Regions from separate parts of the Pan troglodytes genome. Here region 1 is linked to region 2. Evidence: chromatin contacts called from public Hi-C data. All regions are on one chromosome and are shown on one strand. Each heading gives the region's core, a stretch centred on a gene start, on an enhancer-like site or on the middle of the called end of the contact. The rest is flanking DNA. Distances are from core to core; before and after follow the strand shown.

Region 1 (2,700 bases), core at 48-2,547, 320 kb after region 2:
GTTACGTTTAAGGCTTTATGCCGGGTGTTGGCCTCTCTGTCTTCAACTACCCCTCCACCCCCACTCGGACTGCAGAAATCTCCAACTCTCTGTCCCCCAGTTCCACTCCCACCTCCAGACCTGGGGTTGCCAAACAACGGAAATTCTAGGAAGACGTAGGTGCGGTTTTTAAAGCCTTGGCTTGTGAGCTTTCTCAGGCTGGCCGGGGCGCTGGTCTTTTCAGAAACAAGGTTTGAATATGCAGATGTCAGCCAGGATTCCTTGTCGTCTGCCCACCGCCGTTCCTCTCCCGGGATTCGAGAGAAGCGGGAGTGTGTGTGTGTGTGTGTGCGCGCGCGTGTGTGTGTCGCGTGTTAGGAGAAAGGTCCGTGGTTGCCGTCTCAGCTGGTTTGCTTACTCTCTGCCCCCAGGAGAAGTTTGCTCACTTGGGACACCAGCGACCCTCCTCACCTCCACCTCACCGGTTCTACACTCTCCCCACTTCTTTCCAAGTCGCTGATGCAGAAAGCACTTGGTCACCTTGAAACGGCAGCTCCCGGAATTCTAGTTTTGTTTTGCAATCTAGCAGGGCTCTTCGGAAGCCTCATAACTGAGATTTATGGGCTCACCGGGTAATTAAATGATGTTATTGTGTTAACTTTGCATGCATTACTGCTGCCCGCGCCGCCCGTGGGCCGCCGGCCGGCCGCAGCTCGCTGGCGGCGAGGGCGCTACAGTTGCTCTGACCGCGTAGATTATGCATGTCCCGGCCTCGGGAATTTACCATGCATTAGAATACATTAGCGCCTGCATTTTAAAAGGCTAAACTATTGGCTCCCAGCTAGGGACTCTCGGGAAGTGGCTTGTTAGTGACGAGTGTTTGTCTACACTGGCACATAACGGAGTCTTTTGCTCCCGGCTTACTCGCCTCCAGGAAAGCTTTGGGGTGAGGCGAAGGCGATTGAAGCAATGCCCCTTCCCCCAGATCGCAGCTGCTCAGGGGGGACACAGCACGGCATCTTTCACCGAATCTCTCTCGCTCGCTCGCACTCCAGCCTCCCTCTCCCCAGCGACCCCCCCCTTCTCCTCCCTCCCTCTCCTTGACGTTTGATTCCAGTAGCAAAGGAGGTAAAAAAGGCACCGAGCCGTCAGCCAAACCTGAAAAGCGCGGCCCCGCCCCCTCCACAGCCACTGGTAGCTTCCCGTGGAAGGCCCGCCTCCCGGGGCAGCTGCGGCCTCGGAGTGGTTGCGCGTGGCGCCCGTCGGGCGTGGCCCCGCCCCAGGTCCGGGAGGGTAGGTTGGCTGCCCCGGCGAGCGGCAGAGCCCTTCTGGACAGCTCCCGCTCACCCAAACAGAAGACGTCGGCGCCGGAGCGGGCTCGGACATGGCGAGGCTGCGAGCCGGCCCGAGCGGCGGGGCCCGGTGATCCCTCCCTCCCTCCCCGTCCCCTCCCCTCTCCCGCACGCACGCCCCGTCCGCCCCCACCCCGCCCCCACCCCGGGCGAGCCCGCCCGCAGCCCGGGGCGCACACCCGCACGCGCACTCCCCTCCACTCACTCCCGCACTCTCGCGCCCGCCCCCACTCCCGCAGCCGAGCCCCGCCACGCGCGCCTTGCCCGCCCGCCGGCCGCCCCCGCCGCCCCTGTCGCCCCCGGGCCCCAATGGACTGAATGAAGGCTGCCTACACCGCCTATCGATGCCTCACCAAAGACCTAGAAGGCTGCGCCATGAACCCGGAGCTGACAATGGAAAGTCTGGGCACTTTGCACGGGCCGGCCGGCGGCGGCAGTGGCGGGGGCGGCGGCGGGGGCGGCGGGGGCGGCGGCGGGGGCCCGGGCCATGAGCAGGAGCTGCTGGCCAGCCCCAGCCCCCACCACGCGGGCCGCGGCGCCGCTGGCTCGCTGCGGGGCCCTCCGCCGCCTCCAACCGCGCACCAGGAGCTGGGCACGGCGGCAGCGGCGGCAGCGGCGGCGTCGCGCTCGGCCATGGTCACCAGCATGGCCTCGATCCTGGACGGCGGCGACTACCGGCCCGAGCTCTCCATCCCGCTGCACCACGCCATGAGCATGTCCTGCGACTCGTCTCCGCCTGGCATGGGCATGAGCAACACCTACACCACGCTGACACCGCTCCAGCCGCTGCCACCCATCTCCACCGTGTCTGACAAGTTCCACCACCCTCACCCGCACCACCATCCGCACCACCACCACCACCACCACCACCAGCGCCTGTCCGGCAACGTCAGCGGCAGCTTCACCCTCATGCGCGACGAGCGCGGGCTCCCGGCCATGAACAACCTCTACAGTCCCTACAAGGAGATGCCCGGCATGAGCCAGAGCCTGTCCCCGCTGGCCGCCACGCCGCTGGGCAACGGGCTAGGCGGCCTCCACAACGCGCAGCAGAGTCTGCCCAACTACGGTCCGCCGGGCCACGACAAAATGCTCAGCCCCAACTTCGACGCGCACCACACTGCCATGCTGACCCGCGGTGAGCAACACCTGTCCCGCGGCCTGGGCACCCCACCTGCGGCCATGATGTCGCACCTGAACGGCCTGCACCACCCGGGCCACACTCAGTCTCACGGGCCGGTGCTGGCACCCAGTCGCGAGCGGCCACCCTCGTCCTCATCGGGCTCGCAGGTGGCCACGTCGGGCCAGCTGGAAGAAATCAACACCAAAGAGGTGGCCCAGCGCATCACAGCGGAGCTGAAGCGCTACAGTA
Region 2 (2,946 bases), core at 415-2,914:
GGTCTTGGACTCCTGACCCCAAATGATCCACCAGCCTTGGCCTCCCAAATTGTTGGGGTTACAGGCGTGAATCACTACACCTAGCCATATATTCGTATTTGTGTGAAAGGGATGCATGCAATTCTCAAGTCATGGGGTGTGTGTGTGTGTGAAAGAATAGTAGATATTCTATCTCTTCTGATAAAATTATACACTCGCCAAAGTCGGAGCTATATTTTCTCTTTCTTTAGATCTATGGTGTCCAATATGGTAGCCACCTGGGGCTATTGAGCCCTTGAAAGGTGGCAAGTCAAGTTGAGATGTGCTATAAATATAAAATACACACTGTGGATTTTAAAGACTTAGTATAAAAAAAAGAATGTAAAGTAGTGCGATCATTTAAAAATATTGAGTGAATGTTGAAATGGTATTTTGGCTATATTGAATAAAATATATTATTAAAAATTAATTTCACAGCCAAGATGTCCTTTGGTAGATGAATGAATTAAAAAAAAACGAATGCATTCATAAAATGGATATTATTCAGTGCAAAAAAGAAATGAGCTCTCAAGCTGTGAAAAGATATGGAGGAACTTTAAATGCATATTGCTAAGTGAAAGAAACCATACTGAAAAACTATACATTGTAAGATTCTGCTTATTTAACACTCTGGGAAAGGCAAAACTATGGAGACAGTGAAAAGATCAGTTGTTACCAGAGGGTTGGGGAGGGGAGGCAAGGATGGAGGAACAGGTGGATCATAGGGATTTTTAAAGCAGTGATACTATTCTGTATGATTCTACATTGGTAACACATGTCATTTATACATTTGTTAAAGTCCATAGAAGTATACAACACAGTGAGCCCTAATGTAAACTATGGGCTTTAGTTAACAACAATGTATGAACATCGGTTCATCAATTGTAATAAATGTACCACACTAATGGAAGATGCTAGTAGGGGAAGTGTGAAGTGTGTGTGCATGTGTGTGCACGCGAGTGCGCAGGCCTGAGTATGTATGGCAGGGGTGCTATATGGGAACTCTGAACTTCCTGTTCAAATTTTCTGTAAACCTAAAACTGATTTTTATAAAGTAAAGTCTATTAATTGAAAAATTAATTCTACTTATTTCTTTGTACGTTTATTAATGTGGCTACTAGAAAAATTAAAATTGCATATGTGGCTTGCTTTTTAGATTTCTACTGGACAGAGCTCCTTAGACTAGGCCTGTATCTCCCAGGCCAGGTGCTTAAGTTGCCTAAGTACTTAGCAAAGGTTTACTTGGCTTGCTTAACCAGCAGGCCAGCGATCATTTGTAAGGCGCAAAAACAGAATCAATCAAGGCCCAGAGAGATCCCTAGAGCTGATGGGCTCCATTTTCCTTGCAGCCCACTTTGGGGAGGGGCAGTGGGAATGGCCAGAGAGAGGAGACGGCGGCTTCCTGCTTTCTGCTGGCTTGAGCTGCTCGGGAAAGCGGAGTGGTCTTTGTGTAGCCAGAAAACGTGAGGTTCCTGGACCTCCTTCCACGCCCTAACCGCCGCCCGCAAACTCAGGGGAGGCAGGGCAGAAGCAGCCCCCAGCCCCCCACTTCCAGCGCTTCTGGGAGTGCACGTGCGTTGCTGAGCGTGGCCTGAGCCCGGTCAGCGGCCGGGTCGCAGCCCCCGGTCCCGCGGCGACCCTGGCCCAGGAAGGAGCCCAGTAGGGGGTGCGCTTTCCCCGGCCTCCCGAGGCGGGATCGGGGCCGGGCTCCACTCGGTGAGAGGATCCTGCCAGCCAGCTGGGTGAAAGACCCACAGAAATCCCGAACTGGCTGCAAGATGCTTTGGTAGCTGGCGCCTTTAGTCGGGTTCCTACAGTTTTGCAGAGAAGTCTATGAGTGATCGTTTTCATCAATCCCAAAGTAGGAGTGGAAGCAACCTCCCTTCTTCCTAGCTGCACCCGGAAGCGCAACCCAGCAAAGAGCCTGTCGTTCACCCCTGGGGGATTGTCCCAGGGAAGCCACGTCGCAGAGCCTTCTCTCCTCCACTGCCCATCTCTGCAATCAAGAAGTCTGAGTGCAAACCGGGCACCCCCTGTACCTTGGGCTGTTGGATTTAATCAGGGCCATGGTCCAAATGCAATAGGGGGATCAGGGCAGCCCCCAGGCCCCATGACTGGATTAGAAGCTCCTTCATTCCTCAAATACCTGTATGTATTTTTCTTTTAAATTTTGAAATATTTCAAACACACAGAAAAGCAGACAAAGAATACTGTAGGGCTCCTATAGAACCACCACCCAGATATAACAAACGTTAATATGTTGCCAAAAGTCTTCCAGTAATTTTTTAAAGAAATAAAAGCTGTTACAGAGTCGGAGAGCTCCAGCATCCCCAACCCCATCCTGTGCCTTCTCTCTCCTCTCCGAGGGAGCCTCTCTCCTGATACTACTGGACTCCTTTCCTACCCAGGCTTCATATGTTATCTACGACATAGCCATAAACAATATGTATTATTGTTTTTATCAAAGTCCAATCAATATTTATTGGATGCCTAGTATGCACCTGCCATTGTTCTAGGCTTTGAGGATAGAGCAATGAAAAACCGAATCCCAATACTCGAGCTTAAATACTAGTAAGGAAGACAAATGAAAAACAAACAAGTATGAGTGTGCTGAAGAAAAATCAGCCAGGAGTGCAGTCCATTGCCTTCCTCGGAGTGGGTCCTATCTTCCTATCATCTTACACTTTTGACTTCTCATCGGAGGTCTTTCTTCCTGTGGGTGTCCCCTTCCCCTGGGTGGTGGAAATTTACAGAGAGGTTTTACATTTGCTTCTGCTGGAAGCACCAGGGGCTCATTTGTTTGTGAATGGTTTGTATAGATACTTTAGCCTGCGGTTTACATTTGGACTTCACCTCTATAGGAGCTGCAGTCTTGGGATGTCAATATCACAGGGCAGACGGTTTTTCCTCCGGCAGATGGTATGTCTC

The links. A called contact is a pair of places that touch in the nucleus more often than the background predicts.
Region 1: a Hi-C map of induced pluripotent stem cells shows a contact between it and region 2, with 2.8 times the contacts expected there. The contact joins the promoter of ONECUT2 here to the enhancer-like site in region 2. A contact is called at or near these places in 1 of 7 Hi-C or Micro-C datasets (induced pluripotent stem cells) and 1 of 1 datasets of contacts at active chromatin or transcription factors (stem cell-derived excitatory neurons).

The regions. Positions count from the first base shown.
Region 1 is chr17:67,499,311-67,502,010 of NHGRI_mPanTro3-v2.0_pri, forward strand. ONECUT2 (one cut homeobox 2) reads left to right here and starts at 1,298. Exons shown (of 2, transcript XM_009434127.5): 1 at 1,298-2,700. The coding sequence starts at 1,650.
Region 2 is chr17:67,180,192-67,183,137 of NHGRI_mPanTro3-v2.0_pri, forward strand. No RefSeq gene overlaps it. Among named protein-coding and RNA genes, the nearest start is that of BOD1L2, 25 kb to the right of the region's middle. Within about 2 kb of position 1,665, at least 3 of the 24 cell types and tissues checked have an H3K27ac peak or open chromatin away from gene starts, as enhancers often do. A contact at or near this core is called in induced pluripotent stem cells, where this site is marked.